Linked DNA regions of Mus musculus: regions 1 and 3 are each linked to region 2. Evidence: chromatin contacts called from public Hi-C data. All regions are on one chromosome and are shown on one strand. Each heading gives the region's core, a stretch centred on a gene start, on an enhancer-like site or on the middle of the called end of the contact. The rest is flanking DNA. Distances are from core to core; before and after follow the strand shown. Region 1 has its middle 3.0 kb from the start of Gm33114. Region 2 overlaps D5Ertd579e (DNA segment, Chr 5, ERATO Doi 579, expressed). Region 3 overlaps D5Ertd579e (DNA segment, Chr 5, ERATO Doi 579, expressed).

What was found. A called contact is a pair of places that touch in the nucleus more often than the background predicts.
Region 1: a Hi-C map of bone marrow-derived macrophages shows a contact between it and region 2, with 42 read pairs. The contact joins two enhancer-like sites. A contact is called at or near these places in 15 of 39 promoter capture datasets (the C10 cell line, the HPC-7 cell line, cranial neural crest and 10 more), 5 of 15 datasets of contacts at CTCF or cohesin (CD8 T cells, the NIH/3T3 cell line, large pre-B cells and 1 more), 77 of 484 Hi-C or Micro-C datasets (the 4T1 cell line, the 63-12 cell line, B cells and 49 more), 27 of 115 datasets of contacts at active chromatin or transcription factors (CD8 T cells, the HPC-7 cell line, the NIH/3T3 cell line and 16 more) and 7 of 9 other capture datasets (adipose tissue, bone marrow-derived macrophages, embryonic stem cells and 4 more).
Region 3: a Hi-C map of bone marrow-derived macrophages shows a contact between it and region 2, with 35 read pairs. The contact joins two enhancer-like sites. A contact is called at or near these places in 17 of 39 promoter capture datasets (the 3T3-L1 cell line, 3T3-L1-derived adipocytes, the C10 cell line and 12 more), 4 of 15 datasets of contacts at CTCF or cohesin (CD8 T cells, the NIH/3T3 cell line, large pre-B cells and 1 more), 8 of 484 Hi-C or Micro-C datasets (the HPC-7 cell line, bone marrow-derived macrophages, female germline stem cells and 4 more), 1 of 115 datasets of contacts at active chromatin or transcription factors (the HPC-7 cell line) and 3 of 9 other capture datasets (adipose tissue, liver and pancreatic islet).

Annotation. Positions count from the first base shown.
Region 1 is chr5:36,725,062-36,728,998 of GRCm38.p6, reverse strand. No RefSeq gene overlaps it. Among named protein-coding and RNA genes, the nearest start is that of Gm33114, 3.0 kb to the left of the region's middle. Within about 2 kb of position 2,453, at least 96 of the 459 cell types and tissues checked have an H3K27ac peak or open chromatin away from gene starts, as enhancers often do. A contact at or near this core is called in bone marrow-derived macrophages and regulatory T cells, where this site is marked.
Region 2 is chr5:36,599,980-36,603,732 of GRCm38.p6, reverse strand. D5Ertd579e (DNA segment, Chr 5, ERATO Doi 579, expressed) reads left to right here. Exons shown (of 9, transcript NM_001081232.3): 9 at 930-3,248. The coding sequence ends at 1,109. Among named protein-coding and RNA genes, the nearest start is that of Tbc1d14, 19 kb to the right of the region's middle. Within about 2 kb of position 1,567, at least 20 of the 459 cell types and tissues checked have an H3K27ac peak or open chromatin away from gene starts, as enhancers often do. A contact at or near this core is called in bone marrow-derived macrophages and regulatory T cells, where this site is marked.
Region 3 is chr5:36,673,178-36,677,363 of GRCm38.p6, reverse strand. It overlaps D5Ertd579e (DNA segment, Chr 5, ERATO Doi 579, expressed), which reads left to right. Exons shown (of 9, transcript NM_001081232.3): 2 at 4,122-4,186. Among named protein-coding and RNA genes, the nearest start is that of Gm24878, 8.8 kb to the right of the region's middle. Within about 2 kb of position 1,608, at least 46 of the 459 cell types and tissues checked have an H3K27ac peak or open chromatin away from gene starts, as enhancers often do. A contact at or near this core is called in bone marrow-derived macrophages, where this site is marked.

The DNA of each region.
Region 1 (3,937 bases), core at 1,204-3,703, 120 kb before region 2:
CTCCTTGTATGTCCATGAAAGGCTTGGCTGTCCCTTTTCCCCTGCTTACAATCCAGCTACTCAGAGATCCTCAGTCCTGTGCAGGAGTCCTGACCTTTGCCCTGTAAGGGAGTGTCATGAGTGACTGCCCTCTAAGGCAAGCAATGGCCGTTCAGGGGGAGCTCAGCTGCACCCCTACATACCACAAAAGGCCATCCCAGCTGGTCTATATTGATATGTACACTCCTGCATAGAGGGACAGAATAAGGCTGAGGGTCTCCCCTGAGCATCTGCTGTTTCCTGTCACATGGCAGGTAGCCTCGGGTGGGAGCGTGTATATAGAGGCCAGGGATGACTAGAACAAAGGCCCCATCTACACAGCCATGTGGAATCTGTCATGTTAGTTGAATAACACATTTCAGGTGCAGCAGGTTGAGGGAGGGGTGCCCACACCCCTGTAAGTAACCCCAAGAAGGCTCTGTCAGGAAGCCTGATCCAGTCATCGGTTCCCTAGAGTGAACTTTGGCAGCACCATGCCTTCGTTTGTTGCTGGAACCTTGGAGGAGGGGGTAGACATTGCTTTACGCTTCCCCCAGGGAATCTGAGAACCATGGGGTCACTTTCAGTAAAGGCAGATGGTAGCACAGGACTCTGTGACTCAAGATGCTTGCAAGATCGAAGGAATTGGTCCAATCAGGGTGTCCCAAAGCCACCCCTAAAATGAGGATAACCAACTGGCACCTGCCACTCTGGAAGTTACAGCCTGTCCCAAGATGGGCTTTTGGCAGCTGGCTCTCCCCAGCTGCTCAGCAGAGAGGCCCAAGAAGCTCTGATTTTATTTTAGCAGCAGGTATCTATCAGGTGGGCTGTGGAGGGGTATGACTTATCTTCTCCTCTCGGGAGTTATGCCAGGAAGGAGGAAATGGGTGCAGAGGGGTCAGGAAACTTGTCCAAGATGGCACAGAGAATACACGGCAGACCCAGGTTAGAGCACTGGCCATCTGGTGTGAGAGTCAACTCTCCCACCGTGCACAGATGGCTCCTTCGCAAGGAGCTCTCTGCATGTCCTTGAAGATTCATTCCCATTGGAAACCAGAACCAGAACACGGAGGGCTACATGGGGAAAGAGCTCAGGCCAAACCGCCCACTGGCTGCACTTCCTCAGATGAGTCGCTTCAGCTCTCATCTCAGAAATCTCCTCCTAGTACAGGGATAGCAGCAGTGAGTGTCCCCTGGGTGTTTTCTAATGCTATACGTGAGGCCCTTTATACCTGAGGGAAGCAGGCAAGAAGAGGGAAGGCAATTCCTGCCTCACAGGGAGCTGGTGAGGACCACCCAGACAAGGGCATAGAAACACCCATCACAGGGCAGCCAGGGCCTGCACACTCCTGGGCTGCTGCTGGCTCCTGGGACCACTCCCCTGGGCACTGCTGGTTGTACCTGAAGGATGATGGAGACTTGAGGGTGACAGAGCTCTGGGTAGAAGGCAGAGCATAAGCAAATAGTTGGGGGAGCAGGTAAATGGCACCAGGAGAACTTGGGGCCCAGGCTCTCTGTGGACTCTGTGCTGACTCTAGATCGGGTATGTTCTACTTTCTCTTCATGGCTCTGAGGGGTGCTGGAGTGGAGTGGGGGTGATACAGGGCTGTGCTGGGAGGTCCTAAGGGGAAAGGCTATTGCATAGCAGGTAGTTTTAGTGTGAGTTCCTGAGCTCTTGGCTGGCATGGGGTTCAGGTTCACCTGCCAGCTGGATCCAAGGCAGAGGGCATGAGGGAGGAAGTTGGACTTCCTGTGTGAATATATAAAAGGCTCTTGTTCATCTGAGGAGCAACGAAGAAGTGAGTTATGATGTGAGATGCCTAGAATCCTAGTGCTTGAGGGGCAGAGGCAGGGGGATTGCAGCAAATTTGAGGCCAGCCTGGTCTGCATGCAGGCCAGTTAGGGCTACACAGTGAAACCTTGTCTCAAAAACAAACAAACAAACAAACAAACAAACAAACAACACACACACACACACACACACACACACACACACACACACACAAAACAAAAAAAGCAAACAACCAAAACAAACCAAACAAATGAACAAACAGTCCAAAAACCCAAAACCAAAACCAACCTACCAAACAAAAAAACCCAAAACCCCAAAACAAAAAAGAACCACCAAAGAAGGATAAACATGCAAAAGCTAAAACTATACCCCAATTATATTGTAGTCTTCCTGCAAGGCAAAGGTGCCCTGCCACCCTGCTGGTGCAGCCCACTGGGTGGGTCTGCCACATGAGCTGGTTAAAGTCCAGCTTTTCTGAAATTCACCTTCAGCACTTTCATTCCCCTCCTGACTGTTATGCTTTCTGTTTCTGATTGGTCACTGTGAAAACAAATCAATGACTGAAAATGAAGCAGAGATCGAGCCCTGGGGAAAAGGAAAATGAAAGTCCTCTGGGTTACCGCCCAGGGTGAAGTCTGCATTCGTCCAGTCAAGGGCGTACACCAGGGGCATGTGAGACGTGAACTGGAGCTGGCCCGACTTTAAGTTCTCCTCTATAGATAATTCCTTAGCTGACCTTTTTCCGGCCTCTGAAACTGATCACGTGAGGCCCACGCCAGCTACTGGAGGGACTGAGGATGGACAGAAAACACCACCATTGAGTGAAAACAAAACATTCAGGACAGTATGCAGTAAGTGCTCAATAAGTGCTATAGTGTGCAGTTGACACTCATTGGAAACAAGGATGAGAACCACGCGTTCGACAAGGACTTTATGTGTGTAAGCATCGGGTGGCTGGTCTGGGGAACTTTTACTCTACCAGAAGCCACTGAGAGAGGCCACGGGTCAGCGTACTGTTCCCATAGCAGGAGTGAATGAAAAGGCAGAGAAGACCCACCGAGTGGGACCTCGGGCAGCCATGGAAGGAAGCAGAGTGCAGGCACCTGCTACAAAGCCTGTTGGCCTTCCAAACAGGTTCAGTGAGAAAAGCCAGTCACCCGAAGCCGAACAGTGCACTGCGTGACTCCCACTGGAACCCAGCAGTTGCCAGGGATACAACAGACAGGAAGATGGGGAGTGGCCAGTGGTAGAGATGGAGTTGTAGTTAGGGTACGGGCTTAGTTACGGAGTGCTTGCCGGGCATGTGTGAGGCCCTGGGTCTCGTCCCCAGCACTTGAAAAGTATAAATAAACAGAGAAAGAGAGAGAGAGAGAGAGAGAGAGAGAGAGAGAGAGAGAGAGAGAGAGAGGAAGAAGAAGAAGGAGGAGGAGGAGGAGGAGGAGGAAGGAAGGAAGGAAGGAAGGAAGGAAGGAAGGAAGGAAGGAAGGAAGGAAGGAAGGAAGGAAGGAAGGGGGGTGAGGTCTTGGAGAGCAGGACATATAGAACTACACAGAGGTGACAGTTATGCAGTGCTTGCTGTAGGTGGATAAATGCCACAGAACTGACACTTTAAATAGCTAAATATCTGTGGTGTGAATTTTACCTCAATTTAAACAATGATAGCAAATGAGTTTCAATACATACCCCAGGCTAGTATAGAACTCACAGTGATCTTCCTACCCCCCTCTCTCTCCTTTTACAATTTATTTATTAAACTACTATGCTTTATGTTATGTTACGGAGTGTCTCTTTCTATTTATTTATTTATTTACTTACTTACTTATTTACTTTTTTATTAGATATTTTCTTTTTTTAAGATTTATTTATTATTATATCTAAGTATACTGTTGCTATCTTCAGACACACCAAAAGAGGGCGTCAGATCTCATTACAGGTGATTGTGAGCCACCATGTGGTTGCTGGGATTTGAACTCAGGACCTTCAGAAGATCAGTCAGTGTACTTAACCGCTGAGCCATCTCTCCAGCCCCGATATTTTCTTTATATACATTTCAAATGCTATCCCGAAAGTTCCCTATACCCTCCCTCTGCCCTACTCTCCTACCCACCCACTCCTGCTTCTTGGCTC
Region 2 (3,753 bases), core at 318-2,817:
GTCCTTGCGTCTGCTTGTCCTTGACAATTAGTGCCATTCTGCAAGACAGTGACCTAAAAACACCCCTGTGCACACTCATTCTTGGCACACTCATCTATTTGCAGAGTACAAAATGGAGGTATGTGGAGATGGAGCATAGGGCTGCGTACCCCAACAGTCTGGCTGTGGGATCCGTGCTCCCATGGCTGTGCACTTGGAAGGTTCCCTCCATGCCCGGAAGCCTTGTGTGCTTTGCTCTCACATAGCTTTTCTGTGTGTCCACCTTGAGCTCAGAAACAGGGACTGTGATGGGGTGATGCTAATGGTGGATATTGTGATGCACTGGGAAATAGTGTTAGTTGCTGTAACTGATGAAAGGGCTACCATTGCCGTCGAGTATTTTGGGGCTCCAGATGCCAGCCTTCCTATAAACACAAGAAGATGCTCTATACCACACTTGATGATCCTGGCACTGCTGTGCAGAGCACCAGCCGTTGCTCAGGAGTGCCACCTTCTGGAGCGCTCTGCCCCTGTTCAGAGTGCCCCTTAACCAGTATCCTCATGTCTATAGTATGAAGCTTTGTCCTTTGGTTTGTTTGTCTGCTGGAACTGTGAGCCCCTGTGCATTACCATGTCTGTTTACTTAGGGGAGCCTGGGCAACGCTTCATGGGCTACCCTGAACCAGGTATTCAAAGACTTGCTGAGAGTTAAGGAGTCCCATTGTCCTACCCTAGTGTGGCACATAGATTCTTGTGGCTAGATGTGCAGAATTAGGATTGGACCCTTCAAGGGCAAAGAAGAGATGCCTCTGAAACAGTGCGACTTCACGTTTTTATAGATTTCTATAGGAGATATCAGTGATTGCTACTTCATCTGTCTATGAATAGGATCAGCCTTTGGGGGGATTGTCTGATTTTTGGTGTATTGAAAATTGTTTCTTGAATTGTAGGTGTCTTCTGTTTATGAAGCAAGATGCACAGGAGAGAGAGGTTCTGAGACAAAACCAAATGGCCTCCACAGGAAGATGTGTTCCAGTGCCAGCTCTGACACGGGCGACACAGGCTCCGAAGCCGGCGGAGAGTGGGTGGGCCCCAGCAGAGAGGAGCTCTTCTCCCGAACACATCTCTGACCCTGCAGAGTAGTACCAGTCATTGAAAATGGCTGTGATGGGCAATTGCCTTGTGTGAGGCCTGTTAGTCTAAAGCAGCAACTTAGGTTTCTTCTTCAATTAACTGATCCACATCAGTGATTACCTTTCTCTTCTTGCTTATTTTAGCGTTGAGGACGGCTGTCCTGTTGAAGATTTGTTTCCAAGCTGTTAAGTTCTTGCTCTCTGAAGTAGACTAGACTGTGCTGTCCATGAGGAATGGGTGTGCATGTGCTTGTCCTAGTGCGTCCCGCTTCTGCATCGCAGCTGCAGGCCTCCCTCTGGCGGCTGTGTCGCCATCACCTTGTCAGCACCGTGGCGACAACCGCCACCGTCCAGAGACTCTAGCTCTGTTCTCTGAGCCAGGAGATCAGTCCTCCCCTGCAGTGGGTCAGGGCCTTGCTGAAGGAGGAGGGAAGCATGGTGACTCATCTGCAGGCTCATTCAGAAGATCTCATGGACATTGCTGTAGGAACACAAGGGTGTGCTTTAGAGACTTACAGAATACTGTGCTTTCTCTTAGGATTCCCCTAAAGTACCATGGAAGTTACTGTGGCTTGTGACTTTCTTGCTAGCTGAAGAAGCCAAGGATTTGAGGCCTGGGTTAGATGGGTGAGTTCTGCTACTGCAGTGTGTCCATAGCAGGCATAGTGGGGTTCTCTGAGCTGCCTCTCCAGTGCATAGTTGAGGACCTTACTTGTAAATTGTTATCTGGTGACGACACTGAACTTAATTCTCCAAGTGAACTTCAAAACATTGGACATGCAGTGAGGCCACCTCTTACCCCAAAGAAATCTTTGGCTGCTGCAGCTAGCTGCTCTCGTGGCTGTGATGTAGTGTAGCTTGTATCTCATTTTGTGTTTGAGAGAATGCTCTGGGCAAGTTCTGCTTGTGGGCTGGGGTTGGTAGAGGAACTTCCCACACACTTCCCTGTGTGATTGCTGTTCTGATTATCGACTCGTGGGACTTGGTGCAGCAGGCAGGCAGCAGGCCTCACACAGTTGCATCTAAGCGTGCTGATCACCTCGGATCTCTCTCGCAGCACTGCCACAGGTGCTAGTAGGGCCAATTGTGTAAAACCTAAACATCCAAAATGATTTTTCTCTTTTAACTAACTTGTTGTTTTTAAAAACACCTTGTCTGTGACATGAGCTCAGCATGTCCAGAACATCAGGAGTAGCGGAGAGGTCTTAAGTAGTTGAACTGGCCTCACCAGCAAGTGGGACGGCACTGGGCATGCGTGTGGCTTCTTAGCTGGGAGTGGAGCTGCCCCTCGGGCCTTGCTGGTAGTACTTGAGTTTGTTGCCTGTTTCTCAGGAACACAGGAAACACCGTGGAGCCTGTGCAGGCACTGTCGTTCTGGCTTGCTGGCTGGGGCCTCTTGCCATCTTAGGGTCTGTTTCATACAGCACATCCTGACACTGACAGTGGTGCGTGTGCGTGTGTGCATGTAGAAGGGTTCATGTTGCTCTTATTTATTTACAGGTATCAGATACATTTTATGTATTTTTTTCTTCTGGAGCTTCCTAAAATCTGATTAACATCTGCACTGAAATATAACCTATCATCAAAGGCAAAAAGGATTGGAAGTTGTAAATTCCTAAAATCAATGCCATCAAGATTACCCTAGAAATTGTTGCTATGACCAAATGGATTTCATACTCAGCCATGAGCTTGGGTGACCTGGACAGCCAATGTTTATCAGGAAAAGGCTCCAGGTGGCAAAGAAGCCTCCCTCCTCAGCTGTGGTTGTGGGGAGAGGCCCCCCACAGGGGATACGGTGGGTCATCAAAGGCAAAGGGATGACTAGATTCTGTATTTGGTTTCTTTTGTAGTAAGTGGCTGAAGCTCAGAGGCTTTGGTACAGAATTAAAGTGTGGTTTTAGTTTCTTGAATGGATGATCACAAAAAAAGCATTAAAAAAAGTTGGCAAACGCTGAAGCGCACTGTGGTATGAAGCGCGTTGCACATCCGTAGCACTGAAGTATCAGCTCCGTTCCTGGGCTGATTTTCCCCCCGTGGTTGTATTGTTCTGATTTCACGTACACCAGAGTAACTGATTTTTTTTTTGTTTTGTTTTGTTTTCTTGTGGAGTTAACACCAAATAAAAATTTCAAAAAATGTTTGTTGTTTTTATTTATCATAGCAATCTTTTAAAGTGAATAAGCAGCCTCTTCTGAACTGAGAAGAACAAGAGAGAGCCCGGTCCTTGCCTGAGGACAGTCAGCCTCCCAGAGCTGGGAGAGCAAGCAGGTCCTGTCCCTCCCTGATAGACAAGTCTTCTTCGTTGTGTTTTATTCTGGGAGGGGAAAAAGTCTCCATGTTAATGTGAATAGAGTCCATTGTACACAGAAGTCAGCAGGATGGCTCAATGGGAAAGGTGCTCACTGAATGGAGCTTGATCCCCGAGATCCACGGAAAGATGGAGACAGAATGACCTACAAAGTTAGCCTCTGACTTCTGAATGCATGCCTGCCATGTACTGCACTCACACACTTATGTATGTACACAGTAACACATAAACACAATGTGTATACACAACAACAATAAACAACCAGTCAGTGTTTGAACAAGAGTAAAAGAAAACTTTGTAGGTCCCTGTAGGTACCCTGTAGATACCTATCTC
Region 3 (4,186 bases), core at 359-2,858, 74 kb before region 2:
CAATTTTGAAAAAAATTATTGCACATTTGTTTGTGTGCATGCATGCATGTGTGCATGTGCCTGTGTGCCACAGCGTGCATGTGGAGGTCAGAAACAGCTTGCAGGAGTTTCCATGTGGGTTCAGGGATGGGGTTGAGGTTTCCAGGCTTATGTGACAAGTGCCTTTACCCACTAAGCCATCTCACTGGCCTCTAAAGGTAATTAATGAAGTGGTGGTGCACACTTTTAGTCCTAGTACTGGGGAGACAGAGGTAGGTGGATATCTGAGTTGGAAGCCAGCCTGGTCTACAAAGTGAGTTTCAGGATAGCCTGGGCTATGCAGAGGAATTAAACAAAGATAGCTAATGAAGCAGATGTAACTGTAACTGCATCTCTAGCTATCTTTATTTCCTTAAGGGGATCCACATTTTGTGCTGGAATACTTTTTTTTTTTTAAGAATTATTTAATTACTTTATGAGTACACTGTAGCTATCTTCAGACACCCCAAAAGAGGGCATTGGATGCTATTACAGATGGTTGTGAGCCATCATGTGGTTGCTGGGAATTGAGCTCAGGACCTCTGGAAGAGCAGTCAGTGCTCTTAACCACTGAGTCATCTCTCCAGTCCTCTATGGTGCAATGCCTTTTCTTCTGTCTAAAAGACTTCATATTTCCTATAGGGCAGGTTTGTTGGGAATAGTTCAATTTTCATGTGTCTGAGAAATCTATTTCATCTTGGCTTTGAAAGACAGTTTTATAAGTATGGAGTACTAGGTTGACAAGGTCCTTGGTGTTTCAAATCTTACCTGATCATCTGCTCACTTACACTGATTTCAACAAGAGCTGGATGCTATCCTTACCTTTGCTACTATACTTAATGTCTCTGCCTCACCCTGGCTGCTTTAGAATTTTTTTTTAAAAGATTTATTTATTTATTATATGTAAGTACACTGTAGCTGTCTTCAGACACTCCAGAAGAGGGCATCAGATCTTGTTACAGATGGTTGTGAGCCACCATGTGGTTGCTGGGATTTGAACTCCGGACCTTCAGAAGAGCAGTCGGGTGCTCTTACCCACTGAGCCATCTCTCCAGCCCCGCTTTAGAATTTTTATGTTGGTTAGAGGCTTGAGGTTTTCTGTGCTGTGCCATTTTCTTCATTCATGTGCTTGGAGTCTTTGACTATCTTGCTCATTTAGTTTCTATCAGTTTTGAAAAAGTGATAATTAAAGTACAGATATCAGCTTTTAGTATATTTAAGTGAATTTATTTTTCTCATTCTTGTCTCCTATTTTGAATAGTTGTCAGACACTGTAAATTCTAATTTCCCAGGTCCTGGTGTTTTTGAATTCCTATAAATATCTTTGAGTTTTGTTCTGAAACCACAGTAAAGTTAACTGAAAACAGTTTGGTTCTTTGGAGTCTTGTAAGATTTGTTTGGGGACAGACATGGTTACTGAGATCAGGTTAGAGAGATGGAGGCTGGAGATTCAAGGCCAGGCCTTTATGATCTACATGAGATGCTGTTTCAAGACATTAGCACCACCACCAAAAAAAGAACCAGCAGAAGATTTGTTAGGCTGGACCAAACCAGTATTTACACAATAGCTAATTCTTGCCAAATACAAAAACCAGACTTCTAGAGTTGTGAGGTTCCTGGCTTGGCTGCAGGTGCAGCTTGCTGCTGTTGGGGATCAGGTACTGATTCATCTTTCCCAGGGATTCATCCTTGCTGTGGGGGTCTCTGTGACCACCAGACCCTGCAGAGTAACGATCTGCATGAGGCAAGAAGGGAATCTGACTCAGCATGACTCATTAGCTGGTGTTGATTCAAACTTAGACAGTTTAATACTAGACAGTTTATATTAGACATATTTAAGTACAGTACAATTTGGAAAAAAGTTTTATAGTGTAATACATCCCCTATGCACAAAGAGGCATAATTACATTGAAAGTTTTTTCAAAGTATATTTCTTCTATGAAGATGGGTTCTAGATATAGCCTACCTGTGTTATCTTAAGGGGTCCGGGGAGGATCTGGTGTGGTCTAGGTCATACAGACAGCATACAGGTTATTTAGACCATCAACCACCTCTGGTCCTGTTTGTGGGAGCTTAGGTGAGCCAGGCAAATCCTGGCCCTACAGATAGCACAGGGGTTTGCCAAGGCCAGTGTTTCTCAACCTGTAGCTTACAGTATCCTACATATCAGACATTTACATTATGATTCATAACAGTAGCAAAATTGAAATTGTGAAGTAGCAAGAAAAATAACTTTATGGTTGGGGTTACTACACCACGAGGAACTGTATTAAAGAGTCACAACATTGGAAGGGTGAGAACCATTGACTCTAGGCAGTTAGACACCCCCCCACCATTTCTTGTCTTTTGGGCAGAAAACAGGTTATACATTTTTTTTCCTTTCACAAAACAGCCCTGAGTGTTTAACATTCCTGGTTTCTTTAGTGCTTATCTGTGAGCACAAGGACCTTTGTGCTCCCAACACTGTGCCTTAGTTCTGTTCATGCTCAAACTTGTCGGTCCTCTGCTGTACTCCCCAGGAGAGCTCACTGCAAGTCTCTGATGGTGGTGCCTGCCTTTCTCTAGGTCTCCTGTGAGTTCAAGCTGCCTGAATTCTCTCGCTCCCTCTTCACCTGTTCCAAGGCTCCTCAGTCTGGCTGGTTTTCACTAAGTAACTTGTCAGCTTGATTCAAGTGGCTATTGTTAATCGGTCTGTCTAATATCTTCCTGAGAACCAAACATTTATTAAATCATTTATGGAAAATGTTTTAATTTTGAGAGACAGCTGGGAAATATCACCTGGTGAAAAGTAGAAAATTTTTGCTTTAATTTAACTACCTTTCAAAGTTTAATAAAGGCAGTATATTAGTGAGGATTTTTTTAAGTAGCAAAATAGTAAAACATTTTATTCTAGTTATACAATGGATTTAGAATTGTCTTCTATATATTTAATGTGTATAAATTTTACTGACACCTAGAGAACTCAGGCATTTGTAGAGAGGGTCTTCCTTTCACTCATGATGCTGCTCTGAGTTATATGTAGTGGCTGAATTCCACGAGCACACTGGCCTGATCAGTGTTGCTTTCCCTGTTTGCATTTCCTAGTGGGCTACATAGCTAGACTCTGCATTAAGCAAAACAAAACAAACAAAAAACAACCCAAACCCAAAAGATAAAGAACAGTTTTTTACTCAATAAACCCATTATTGGACATAATGAAAAGCGTTTAAAGGAAGAGCGTCACTGAATCAGCTAGGAGAGGCCACTGCGGCTCTGACACTGTAGCCTGTGGCTGTGTAAGACAAATCTTCCATACAGCCTTAGGAACTCCCTGATTACCATCCTCAGCTTTTAGCCATACAAAATAATGACCCATGGGTCTAAATAAAAATAATGACCCGTGGGTCTAAATATTTTTGTTTGTTTTATTTTTCGAAACAGAGATTCTCTGTGTAGCCCTGACTGTCCTGAAAAGATCAGGCTGGCTTTGAACTCGGAGATCTGCCTGCTTCTGCCCCACTTGTGTTTGGATTAAAGGTGTGTATCGCCACTGCCCAGCGTGAATTTAAGTTTAAAGATTGTTTTTACCAGTGTTTTGAAGAAACTGCTATTTAATTGTTTCCATTGAATTTAAGTATGAACCTAATGATTTTCTGTAAGCATTTTACCAGTCCAGTCTCTTGAGATAGGAAATGAATGTTTGTGTCATTGGGGAAAAGCAGAGAATATCACCTTCTTTGTTCTCATTCCAGATGATATCAAGTTTTAAATTTTACAGTGTCACTCAGTTTAAAATGCTAAATGCTCCACAGGGAAAACATTGTTTCAAGTTACCAGATACATTTTAAAAGGAGGAACACCTTCCTTTAAAAAAATCATCTCCACTTGCAGGGTGGTAGTGGCTCATACCTTTAATGCCAGCACTTGGGAAGCAGAGGCCAGGGATCTCTTGGGTTTGGGGCCAACCTAGTCTACAGAGTGAGTTCCAGGACAGCCAGGGCTAACAGAGGGCTAACCCTGTCTCGAAAAATCAAAATAAATAAGTAAATAAACAAATAAGATAAAAATCATCCTCATAACTTTGTGTGTATATATAATGTGTTCTTTCTTTTTCATTTCTGTAGGGACTGCCAGAGACTGACATTGCCTCAATGTGAAATGAAAGTTGAAAACCTCATCTCCTTGTGTG